2 separate regions of the Sus scrofa genome follow, and region 2 is linked to region 1. The links are chromatin contacts, called in public HiChIP or PLAC-seq maps. All regions are on one chromosome and are shown on one strand. Each heading gives the region's core, a stretch centred on a gene start, on an enhancer-like site or on the middle of the called end of the contact. The rest is flanking DNA. Distances are from core to core; before and after follow the strand shown.

Region 1 (6,604 bases), core at 1,213-3,712:
GCACAGGAAACGAGACATCAGGTTGCCATGCCCACCTGGCATGTTGGGCAGTTAAATCCCACCCCGGCTTCTATTTTCAAAGACCCTTCTCTCACCTTTAACCCTGATATCAATGGAAAGATCAGGTACCATTCACAAATCCCACAACACCCAGGATTCACAGGAGCTAGAAAGCAGACCAAGGCTAGACACCTCCCCACCCACCCACCCCCACCTCCACCCCCACCCCCGCCAGGGAAAATCTGGAAAAACAATTAGAGCCATCTGCAGGCCCCCACGGAGGGGCGGGAAGACAAAGTTCGACTCAATCACAGGACAGTTTCTCGACTGCTTGGCCGGGCACAGTGCTAAGGTCCTATGGATCCCAAAGCCTCTCCTGATCTCAGTCTGGTGGGGGCGGCGCGACAGACAGTTGAACAAATGTGGCTTTTTTTGTTTGTCTGTTTGTTTGTTTTAAGGCCATACCCATGGCATATGGAGGTTCCCAGGTTATAGGTAAAATCACAGCTGCAGCTGCCGGCCTACACCACAGCCACAGCAATGCTGGATTCAAGCCATGTCTGCGACCTACGCCACAACTCATGGCAACACTGGATCCTTAATCCACTGAGCGAGGCCAGGGATCAAACCCACATCCTCGAGGATTCTAGGCAGATTCGGTTCCGCCAAGCCACGACAGGAACTCCCAGTTGAACAAATGCTAATCTAGAAAGTTCTGAAGCAGAGCTTTGGATGTGATGTTGGAAAGCAACAGAAATGTGGGAGGGATGGGAGCAGAGACAAAAGGCATCCAGGAGGAATGAGTATCTCAACTATCCCTGAAGACTGAGCTTCACAAGTAAGAGAAATGTGAGCAGGGATTTCAGGTGGAAGGAACAGAAACAAGAGCACAGAGGTATAAATGAAGCCAGGCAGCTCAGTGTCCTTGGAAACCACACTGCCCTTACCATGGACTTAGAAGCAGAGTGTGGGAAGAGGCTAGAGAGGTAGGCACAAGTCAGGCCAGAAGGATGTGATAAGCCAAACGAGAGGACAGACTTCATCCACAAGCCAAAGACGAGCTATCAAATGATTTCGAGCTCTTTAAGATGGATGACTCTGTTAGCAGACAGGAAGGTGGCTTTGTAGAGACTGGAAAGAGACCACCAGAGACAAAGGCATCCCAGTTGAATCAACTTCCACAAACTAAAATGAGAACAAAAAGTGCCGCCTATTTGATCTAATACATTCAATCAACAAACCTTATAAAAACTAGAACACAAAAGGACATTTTTACTGTTCCTGCATCCCATCCCAGCCAGTGCATCTGTCACCCACACTCCCAAGAGAGAGCCCATAGATTCCCTGGAATGTCCACGATAGTTCAGGAGTCCTATCAGTCCTTGGCAAGAATGAGAGAGACCACCACGGCCAGGTCCATTCGCCTCCTTCACACGGCTGTCAAACAAATTAGATCTCCCGATTTAACACACTGCTCGTCTCAGGTACTTCCTAACTCCGGCACTTCATCAGCCAGAAGTGCATTAACCACTCCATGCTGATCAAGCAGGAAGCAGGAACTCACTGAGTACTCGACAGTAGCTTATAAGGGAGGCAAGAAATAAACATTTACTGCTGGGTTCCATGATGGGAACTTCCAATAATCTCAGTTTCTCATTATAGCAGCTCATTAGAGTATGCACTAATTCTCCCAGTTCCCAGGTATGGAATTCTCCCAGCTCTACATCCTGTCAAGGGTCATGCGGTTGATAAGCAGAGGAGCCATGATTCAAACCCCAATATGAGAAATTCTAAATAGCATTTCTTTCACTACATCATACTTCAAGTATGTATGGATAACAAACAGAACAATATATTAAGGTTAGCAACAATGACAATAAATAATACCATTTCCCCTTTAAAAATGAGAGGGAACGCACATTACACAGTCCCGGGTTAAAGCGTCACTCAGAGAGAGAAGTCACGATTGAGGGACCACAACTAGAATCTCCAAATGCTCCAAAAAGGTCACTCCTGAACCAAAAAATGTTCAGACTCAAATCATCAAAGAACCCTGGCTATAGTCCTGAGAGCTGTAGCAAATTCTCCATACAGGTCCCTCAGACGACACTTGAAGACACTCGTGGCTGACTGCTCACTCCCCTGCTCTCTCTTAAGTGATTTCCCAAACTACTTTACCACCCAAATTACAGAAATATGTCCAGGATTCACATGGCAGTTCTGATCCGATTTGCCCCAATCCTGGCTCAAGCAGCTTTGCACTACCCTCCTAACTAGATCAGCGCCAGCCAATGGGTTTATTCAAGCTGATCTTGATGGATTAGATAATGAAACCTTAGCCATGTAAGCTGCCTGCTTGCGTTGGGCTGGAGGGGAGAAGAATAGGAAACCAATACTCCTCGGGGCCACCTAAACACCACATGCACTGGCCATGCCTCCTCCATCTGTCTGCTCGCGCTCCAATTACTGCCGCTTCCTTCCCATCATCGCGCGGGCTCTTCCCTGCCGTCTTGGAAGGGAGGGCACGTTCGCCCCAGCACAGGACGCTTTCACGCTTTACAGACGCAAACCGAAGACAGTTCAAACACGTCCCCTCTCTAAAATGACCATCTTTACTGCTTCCGCAAATGTATTAAAGTCCAACGTCTCACTGACGGCCTGAGAGATGGCAAACCAGAGATTCGCTCGCAACATTCTTGTTTACCCCAAGTCGTCCAGCGAATTTCTTTCTCAGCCCTGTAATCTTGAGGCCTGTCTGCGCCAGTCTGCTTTCTATCAAAATGAAAGTTAAATCTCTAGTTAGCTTCTGTCGTGTTCACATGTCAGTGTGATAGAGAAAAAAATGACAAGGTGGCTAGAAAATGGGAAGTTAGAAGACAAATTCGACTCAGGCTAATCTCTTGAGTCACCCTGAAGAATGATTCTACTCTGAATTCAGACCTTTCTCCTTCTTAAAGACACTCCCAGGTTTACACACACAAGCTTCCTTGTGAGGAAAGGACAAAAACTAGTCATTTTTACATGACTGTGCTGCACTGGTAGTATTATGGGCTGAATATCTGTGTTTTCCCCAAAACTAATATGCTAAAGCCCTAGTCCCTAATGTGATGGGATGTGGAGGTGGAGCCTCGAGAAGGTGATTAGGTCATGGGTGTGGGGGACCCCACCCCCGCCCCAACCCCCACCAAGATGAGTTTAGGACCCTCATAAGACAAGGAAGAGGGGAGTTCCTGTCGGCTCAGCAGAAACAAATCCAACTAGTATCCATGAGGATTCGGGTTCCATCCCTGGCCTCGCTCAGTGGGTCAGAGATCCGGCACTGCAGTGAGCTATGGTGTAGGTCACAGACACAGCTCAGATCCCACATTTCTGTGGCCGTGGCATAGGCCGGCTAATGTAGCTCTGATTCGACCCCTAGCCTAGGAACTTCCATGTGCTGCAGGTATGGCTCTAAAAAAGAAAGAAAGAGGAGTTCCCGTCGTGACTCAGTGCTTAATGAATCCGACTAGGAACCATGAGGTTGCGGGTTCGGTCCCTGCCCTTGCTCAGTGGGTTAACGATCCGGCGTTGCCGTGAGCTGTGGTGTAGGCTGCAGACGCGGCTCGGATCCCGAGTTGCTGTGGCTCTGGTGTAGGTCAGCGGCTACAGCTCCAATTCGACCCCTAGCCTGGGAACCTCCATATGCCATGGGAGCGGCCCAAGAAATGGCAAAAAAAAAAGAAAGAGAGAGAGAGAAAGGAAGAAAGAAAAGGAAGAGATTCCCCCACCCCTCTCTCGACTAGCACACGTGGAAGAAAGGCCAGGTAGGCACACAGCAAGAAGGCAGCGTCTACAGGCCAGGGAAAGAGCCCTCACCAGACACCAAATACGCCAGCATCTTGACCTTGGACTTCCAGCCTCCCAAACTGTGAGAAACAAATTTCTGTTGTTTAATCCACCCCATCTATAGTATTTTGTTAGGACGCCTAAGCAGACTCAGATGTGTAGAAACGAGAAATTAAATACTTTCATTGAGGAGTTCCCGTTGTGGCACAGCAGAAACAAATCCGACTAGGAACCATGAGGTTGCAGATTCGATCCATGGCCTCGCTCAGGGGGTTGCGGATCCGGCGTTGCCATGAGCTAGGGTGTAGGTCACAACACGTGGCTCGGATCCCATGTTGCTGTGGCTGTGGCTGAGGCCAGCATCAACAGCTCTGGTTAGACTCCTAGCCTGGGAACCTCCATATGCCGAGGTGCAGCCCTAAAAAGACAAAAAAATAAAAAATAAAATAATAATAATTGTATTGAGATACTGCTCACGAAGTTACTTGGAAGGAGAGCACGTCATTTTTATAACTCTACTCTAAGGGCAGCACCGTGTTCAGTTTCAGCACCAAACACCCAAATCAGAGTCCAAAGAGACAGCCACCTGGAAGGACAGAAACCCAGAAACAAAGACATGGGGGGATAAACTCCTTCAGAAATACAGGAACAACATGGAAGAAGGCTAAGTCTTGTCTCACCCAGCACAGACAAGAGGAAGCAGTGGCAGGAGGCCGAGTGCCGCCTCCTGCGGGAGGAAGGATGGCACCTTCCGACCCTCCTACTTTCAGAAGACCACCACGCACGAAGCCACCCTCTTTCTTCCTGCGCTCAGGCAAGAGGAGTGCCTGGACGGATGGCACACGGAACAGTGTGAGTGTCCTGGTGAAGACACAGGACATTAAAGCAAAGGGAAGAACAAGCAGGAGAACTGGAGGTCTCTGCATGATTTCTTTCACCTTTGCAGGCTCTGGGGCGGGGGGGGCGGTGGTAGTAACGGAGTGTTACCAATTAAAAAAAAAGAAAGAAAAAAGAAAGAAATATAGCTACATAGGAATTACAGGCTCTCTGGAAGCCTTTCCCTGAGACCAGGAAGAAAGTCTTCCTACTACTAAAATGGACCACTAGCCTGAACAACTTCTGAACTCACTTAGCTATAGTGGATTTATGACTCTCTGCTCAGAAACAGCGAGTTGGTCACGTAATAATCACCTACCAACATTTCACACCATAAAGAATTTTGCCGAAAGCTTTAAGTAATAATTAAGGTGCATCCTGCCTTACAAAGCAGCTAAGTTCCTAGAAAGTTGCACAAAAATTGAATGTTTGCTCATCAAATCGCTTATAGTCACTAGAAGAGCTGACAAAAAGAATTCATTCCCCAGCATGTTTTATAAAGCTCATGTTTTTCACATATATCAGACTTCCTTAAAGTAAAATGAACCTCTAATATCTATCTATCTATCTATATGTGACTCATTTCACTTTCTACCGGGTTAGAATAAGGTATTTTCAAGTATCCTCTTTAACAACGAATTACATTTCTCAAGCCATGGTTCAATTTTCAGGTTGAATTTGTCTCTTCCCTCCTACGCCACAGTTCAAGGTTCTCCACTTCTAAACTGTTCCAGGGCTGTTAACCCCTCTGCCATCCACATGGAGCTTCTGGATACTGGCCTTGAAAGGAGTGAGCCCTCCTCCCTCCCTGAGGATTCCTTCTTAGCCTAAGGATTATAGGACCCTCTCTCGTGTCCCCTGTGCTCCACTTGGGGAAGTAATGATTTACTGCAAAAGCTTATGGCTGTAACACAACAGGGTTCAGCTCCGGAGACTGCAGTTTAGAGCTATAGCTCCATTCAGTAGATAGTCCTGGGAAATTAACCCCTGTAAATGGCTTCTATAAAAAAGGGCTAATCCTTTGACATTCAAAAGATTGGGGCATTTCATGAATGTACTCTCACCCCTAAATTTCATGATTTTTTTCCATCCCTCAATTATTTATAAAAGATAAATTTCAATTTCAACTTAACAGTCATTGAGCACTTACGATGTACCCCAAATTGTGAGATATTATAAAAGGTAAATCTAAATAAACATAGTTCCTATCTTCCAGAAGCTTACAGTATCACTAGGGAAACAAGAATAAAACAGTGAGATGACAGAAGATGATGCATAATTAAGCATCGATACAACAGGAAGCAAGAGACCTGACTGGTGTGAACTAACCTGTCAAGGAAGGCTTCCGAAAAGCAGCTATGACCTCAGAAAAACTCCATTTGGGTTAAGATACAAGAAAATAACATGTGCTTTAAAACAAACACATATATCAAAAAGCAGGCTACTCTAGATTTTCTAAATCTAGATTTACATGGGCCTACAGACACAGCTATACCCATGATACCATGGCTTAAAGCTGCCTCGTCCCTGCTCATCCTCCTCCAGCTACACGGGTCTCAAACACATCAAGTGCACCTTTCCCTCCGTGCCTTTGCATCCACAGTTCCTCTACCTGAATCCCCTTCCCTCAAAGAGCTGAATGGCTCATTCCTTCAGGTCATTCAAAGGTCACCTGTCTGTCAGAGAGGCCTTCCCTAACCACCTTCCTCACCCCTCTACCCCCTTCTCTGCTTTATTCCTCTTAGCTCTCACCACCACCTAATAACAGCTGATTTCTTTATACCGTCTTTTTCTTTTGCTTAGAATATTAGCTCTGTGAGAGTGGAGTCTGTTCTGTTCCCTACTATATTTCTTGGCTCTTAAAGAAGGCCTGACACATAGTAGCTGCTCAATGAACATCAGT
Region 2 (6,604 bases), core at 2,466-4,965, 64 kb before region 1:
ACAGCAGTGATAACACCAGATCCTTAACCTGTTGAGCCATCAGGGAACTCTTCTGTGCAAGTTTTTTAAAAGGTAATGTCTGTATACTAACTCAAGTCATATTAAATGATAGCAGGTCAGCATGCATTCCTTTAAATTGCAATATAAAAAGAAGTATTTCTACAGGCACATAAAAAGTAAATAAATGCACAGAGAAGATCCAGGAGGATATACAAAAAACTTCTAACAGTAGTTCCCTCAACGGAGAAGAATTACATTTGTGGAGGGTTGAAAGGGCAGGCTTTATCTGACTTACCTGAATTTTACAAAATGTAAAATTCATGTATTACTTAAGAGTATTAAAAAGAACCAAAAAAAGTCACTAACTATTACTAATGTTTCATAATGTACAAAAACACCTTCACATAATCTTATTTACTCCTCAGTATGCAGAAAATAGGTTTTATAACTCTCATTTTCAGATGACAAAACTGAATTTCAGAAAGATTATACGATTTGCTCAAGATCGAATAGCTAATGACAGTGGATAAGTTGCCTTCAGACGGAGGTCTTTTTAGGGCCGCGCCTGTGCCATATGGAGGTTCCCAGGCTAGGGGTCAAATCGGAGCTCTAGCTGCCAGTCACAGCCACAGCCACACAGGATCCAAGCCGTGTCTACAACCTACACCACGGCTCACAGCAATGCTGGATCCTTAACCCACTGAGCATGGCCAGGTATCGAACCTACATCCTCATGGATACTAGTCAGGTTTGTTATGAGGCACAGCAGGAACTTCCAGACTGAGGTCTTTTAAGTCTATACCCAGTTCTTCTGCTACACTAGCAGTGGTCCTGCTAGACATGATCATGACTGTCTAAAAATGTGCAGATCTGAGTTTTTCGTCGGTGCAAAAATAATAACTGATATTTAAAGCAGAGATAGAATTACAAGGCAAAGTAATGGAAGAGATGGGACAGAAATCAGACGTGTTAAACTAAAAGAGGAAAGAAAGGCTTTAGCAGCTATAGCACTTTAAGCAAGAGTTACTGAACTAGTAAGACTGAAACACTTACAAACTGACCCTGCCAAGGCACAGAAGCTACTCAAAAAATAAACAGAGTATTTAAGAACCAGAATACCAACTGCAACAATTTTACTACAGAGACCAGTAATTAAACCTGTTTAGAAGCTTCTAGCTAAGGGAATATGTGAAAGGGCAATAGAAGGATCCTTACATAACTGCCAAACAGAGGAACTGTGATGGACTGTGCACACACAACAGGCAGTGAAAGATGTGAAGAAAACTATTAGCTGACGTTTGTATTTTCCACTGGCTGCTTGGACATACTCATCTCACCTATGTTTGAAAAATCCTTATTAAGCAGAAGAAACCATTTATTCAGTAAAAGTGCAATGAACAACTGCTTAACTGCAAGCACAGGGCTGGTATCCTTGCCCCTAAGGAGCTTTCAGTCATAATAAGTATAAGATAATGTGATTGATAACATAACTAGCATCTACAGAAAAAACAAAAGGAGTCCAGAAGATCTTCTGGAAAAGTGTGCGTGGGGTGGGGTGGGGGTGGAGTGGGTAATAGCCTCTAACCTCTTAGGGGAGGACAAGACCTCCACACTGTGACGGACTGACACATGCTGAAAAGACAATGGATCTTAAAGCCGCTTTTCTAAATGCGTTCTGAAAATTGACAACATCATTTCTAAATAATTAGTTGATATATTTGCCCTTTCCAAATTAAAATCACTCAGAAGACTGCACCCGGGAGGTACAACAGAAAAGAACTACTTCCTTAATGATTTTAGAAATACAGTTAAAAGAGAGGTACTAAGGACTGAGCAACACTGAAGATCAAAGCAAAGAAGCCCTGCTTTCAGTACAGAAATATAGCAGTTATGTAACATATTAGCTATAAATCCTAAATAATGATCAATAAAACACTAATGAGGAGCCTAAGGAAGACAGCACTCTGCCAATCTCCCCTGGTTTCACCCACTTAACAGATCATGGGTACGGCATCCAGAGATTTATTACGGGAGTATTTCTTATTGGCTTCTATCACTGATGAGGGTTGTGAGGGGAGGTGCAGAAAACTGGAAATGCACAAAGAAGTTACACCAAGCAGTTAGAAAACAAAGTTGTAATCCACCTGCCTGTCTTTCTTTTGCATCTAACAAAATCAAACCCATTTCGCAAAATGGAAGGGGAAGAAAAATACCGAGATGAGAACAAAATAAATTCTTGCCACCATGCAACTTGGAGAGGGGAAAGTAAAAGGAAGCGACGGAAAGGAAGAACGAAGCTGTCTTCTAACAAAGCGTGGGCAATGGTACAAGCTCAAATTTGTCAGCAACTTAACTCCCAGCTGAAAATTAATTTCATATTACCTTACACTCACTTAACAATGGAGGGAAAGACGGATTTAGACCATACTGGCTGGGGAAAAATGCAAATCAAGTTTCCCAGGATAGTTCACTACCTTGTTTTGCAGCCCAAGTTACTGTTTCTCAAGCAGTAAGCCTACTTTTGAATTGGGACATGGGAGGGCATACCATAAAAACGAAGATGCACCTACGTTCCATAAGCTATTACACACAAAAACCAATCCCAGCAATAAATACTTCTGGCTCAGGGAGGCTGCTAAGTGACCACAGGACATCATTCTGTGTCCCAACCATTTAGAGTTCAAGGAACCCAAAGATAAGATGAAGGCTTTTAAGTGGTATGAATCTGGTGGTATCTAACCACACAGTCCCAACACAAGATATAAATGTAACTCACAAACTTTCACACTATAATAGAATAAAATAAAACAGAGTAATTCAGCCCACCTCTCCATCAAGAAAACTGACAACAAGTTCATTCTTATACTCACCACTTCACCCCAAACCCTGTCTTTTTTTTTAAGAGACAGCTCATTTGGGGGTGCTTTATCTCAGCCTGAGGGACAGTGGCTATTATTAATTGTATGTTAATGATATTTTATATCCTATTATTACATTATATATCTATTATAGGACATCTGCTATTCCTTAGAGTTCTCAACTTCTCACAAGACAGTCCCTTATTACGTCAATCTTCAGTTATTTTAAACAATGCTTTATATTAAATTCCCTGTCTGTATTACTCATAGTCTCTTTCTCCTGACTGGACAGACTGGTATGGATGAGCCGAAACAAAAATGCTAATAACCACTTACTTTATACAAGACAGACACTACGCTTTGTGTTTTCTAGACATTATCACTTTCTAGTCTTGCTGAAACCCTGTAATATATCTCTCACTAATAAGAAAACTGAGGCTCAGAAAACTATGTGATTTGTCCCCAATAATACAAATTCAGGTCTGTCTACACTCAAGTCCCTGCTGGTTCCCTACCCGCTGGCATTTATTTTTCTTCACAGAACTTAGCAACACTTTTTAAAGAACTAAACATCAGTGTACCGGAAAAGAATGAACAAAGCAGTGCTGGCTGCTATTCTTAGAAAGGGCAGCTTGCAAGGTTGGCCTTGATGGTGCCTGGGAACTTGGATTTCAGGAGGGTTCTGTTCCCACAAACGCTAAGAGGGGCTGACTGTACTTAGACTGTGCGAATAATATGGTTTATGCCCAACACCTGCTTTCCTTCCAGGAGTCCAGCATTTGAGGATGTGCTAGGCAGAGGGTGCTCACGTGAACAACCCTTCCCACCGGCGCCAACACAAGAAGAATTTCTGCACTAAGTCTCTAACGAGCTTCCCTGGTAGACAACACTTCCACAACTGGCTGAAGGAAGTAAGGACATCCTGTGCGACTCCGCTGGGAGAGAACGCCTAGAAGCTTGAGCCTGATTCCTTCTGGACTTCATCCCATGCACTTTTAGTGACTTTGCTTTGTGTCATTTCACTGCCATAAATCATAGCCGTGGGTGTGTCTATATGCTGAATTCTGTAAACCCTAGCAAATCCCTGGACCTGGGGTAGTCTTGGGACCCCCCCCCCAATACAATCTATGACATGCCACACACTTTATTAAATGCAGAGGATGAATAAATTTAATAAATGAAAAGATGAATAGGGCCTTTGCCCTCAAGGAATTTTACAATCTATTTAAATTTCCCTTCTTTCACTTCTCTGATCTTCACTTCTTAGTCTGTTCACCACTTAAAATAGATTAGATACATTTCCCTGAGCTAAATTTCATTCTTGGGACTGAAATGATGCTAAATATTTAATAAGTCCATCAGGCAAAATCTGAGATACAAAGCTGTAATAAACTCAAAGGCCACACATATTTTCTCTTTACTTTCCCCATCTTATTGTGTCCCTCATTAAAAATAAATTGACAAACCCTTGTACACTGCTGGTAGGAATATAAAATGGTGCAGCTTCTACAGAAAATAGTTTGGCAGTTCCTCAAAAAGTTAAATATAGAACTTCCACATGGCCCAGCAATTCCACTCCTCGGTATATTCCCAAAAGAATTAAAAACAGATTCTCATGTAAAATAGCTATGTAAAATATGTAAAATAGCTAAAAGATGGAAACAACACAAATGTCAATCAATGCATGAATAAATTATGGTATATACACACAAAGGAATATTATTCAACAATAAAAAGGAACAAAGGACTGATATATGTGCTACAACATAAATGAACCTTGAAAACATGATGTAAGTGAAAGAAGCCAGTAACAATAGGTCATGTATTGTATAATTCCATTTATATGAAATATCCAAAATAAGTAAATTCATGGAGGCAGAACACAGACTGGTGGCTGTCTGAGACTAGAAGGAAGGGAAATGGAGGATGACTGCTCCATAGGTATGGGGTTCTTTGGGGGTGATAAAAATGTTTCGGGGAGTTCCCGTCGTGGCGCAGTGGTTAACGAATCCGACTAGGAACCATGAGGTTGCGGGTTCGGTCCCTGCCCTTGCTCAGTGGGTTAACGATCCGGCGTTGCCGTGAGCTGTGGTGTAGGTTGCAGACGCGGCTCGGATCCCGCGTTGCTGTGGCTCTGGCGTAGGCCGGTGGCTACAGCTCCGATTCAACCCCTAGCCTGGGAACCTCCATATGCCGCGGGAGCGGCCCAAGAAATAGCAACAACAACAACAACAACAACAACAACAAAAAAAAGACAAAAGACAAAAATAAATAAATAAATAAATAAAAAGCCCGAAAAATGTCAAAAAAAAAAAAAAAAATGTTTCGGGAGTTCCTGCCGTGGTGCAGTGGTTAACGAATCTGACTAGGAACCATGAGGTTGTGGGTTCGATCCCTGGCCTTGCTCAGTGGGTTGAGGAGCCGGCGTTGCCGTGAGCTGTGGTGTAGGTCGCAGACGCGGCTCGGATCCCACATTGCTGTGGCTCTGGCGTAGGTCGGTGGCTACGGCTCCGATTGGACCCCTAGCCTGCGAACCTCCATATGCTGTGGGAGCAGCCCAAGAAATTGCAAAAAAAAAAAAAAAAGACTAAAAAAAAAAAAACAAAAAACGTTTGGAACTAGGTAGGGGTGGTGGCTGCACATTACTGTAAATGTACTAAATACCACCAAACTGTTCACTTTTAAAAGGCTAATTGCACGTTATGTGAAGTTCACATCAGTTTGAAAAAAAAAAAAATTTGAAAAGCAATGTAGTATGCACTATGGTGGTTATAAAGAAAACCAACCTTCCTGATGTCGTCTGAACGGGTACTTGGCGCTTGAAACGAAAATAGTGACTACAATAGATACAGATTCGAAAAAGAGCTTTATCTCAATATACACCTGGAAAACTATGTGAAGACTCAAGGTGGTTCTAAGCAATGATATAGATACTGATGCAGTAGAGCATGTATAAATTTTCCTCCAAAACCCATAAAAGAAAATGTTTCTAAATGAGTATGTAATATTGTATGTGATTTTGAATACACATGCATAAATAAAATCAATATTTTAAAGACATTCACCTTTTTATCAACATCCCTAAAATTTTATATATTTAGGCTGGCCTGTCCTTTTAATGAAAAAATAGCTTAAAGCCTTATATTCAGGGTTTCCTCCTATTCAGGCATTTACAGCACATATACGTAATTTTTTTTTTTCTTATGTCTAGAAGGATGTATTCCAAAATGTTTAGTGATTATATGTCTTGGTGTTGAGTTTGGGTTTATAGAGGGATATACTTTTTTTTTTTTTTTTTTTTTTTTTGGCCTATCAGTATTTTCTAATTTTTCAGCAATGAACACATTTTATTTTAACCATCAAAAAAACAGAGATAATAACAGTACATTCTCAAGGATGCTATCAAGATTAAATGAGATATTACACATAAAGCCCTTTCCACAGTGTTCAGGACATTTCAAGTATGCCATAAATGTTAGGTAACAGGGGTATTATTATGTTTGTTTTTATAAATATTCCTCAGAAGACGAATCTTTCATTACCTGCAGCAAATGCGTTCGCCTTAATCCAGGCCTGGGTCACCTGAGTCAAGTTTAAATAACTATAATAATAGTTTCTTAGCTGGTCCAGAGGCCTCCACCCACCTCTTTCCTATTTTCTTACCAGGGCCAGGGCTAAGTTCCTCAGACATCACTCATATCACTCCCGTGCTACTGCTTCCAGGATCAAGTTCCAAATGCGCTAAA

The links. HiChIP or PLAC-seq counts read pairs in DNA pulled down with a chosen protein or histone mark.
Region 2: a contact with region 1 is called in an H3K27ac HiChIP or PLAC-seq map of skeletal muscle. The contact joins two enhancer-like sites. A contact is called at or near these places in 3 of 5 promoter capture datasets (fetal liver, fetal skeletal muscle and liver), 7 of 47 Hi-C or Micro-C datasets (embryonic fibroblasts, heart right ventricle, liver and 2 more) and 1 of 2 datasets of contacts at active chromatin or transcription factors (skeletal muscle).

What each region holds. Positions count from the first base shown.
Region 1 is chr5:11,636,694-11,643,297 of Sscrofa11.1, reverse strand. It overlaps a transcript of RBFOX2 not described here. Among named protein-coding and RNA genes, the nearest start is that of RBFOX2, 170 kb to the left of the region's middle. Within about 2 kb of position 2,462, at least 15 of the 83 cell types and tissues checked have an H3K27ac peak or open chromatin away from gene starts, as enhancers often do. A contact at or near this core is called in skeletal muscle, where this site is marked.
Region 2 is chr5:11,702,117-11,708,720 of Sscrofa11.1, reverse strand. It overlaps a transcript of RBFOX2 not described here. Among named protein-coding and RNA genes, the nearest start is that of RBFOX2, 100 kb to the left of the region's middle. Within about 2 kb of position 3,715, at least 6 of the 83 cell types and tissues checked have an H3K27ac peak or open chromatin away from gene starts, as enhancers often do. A contact at or near this core is called in skeletal muscle, where this site is marked.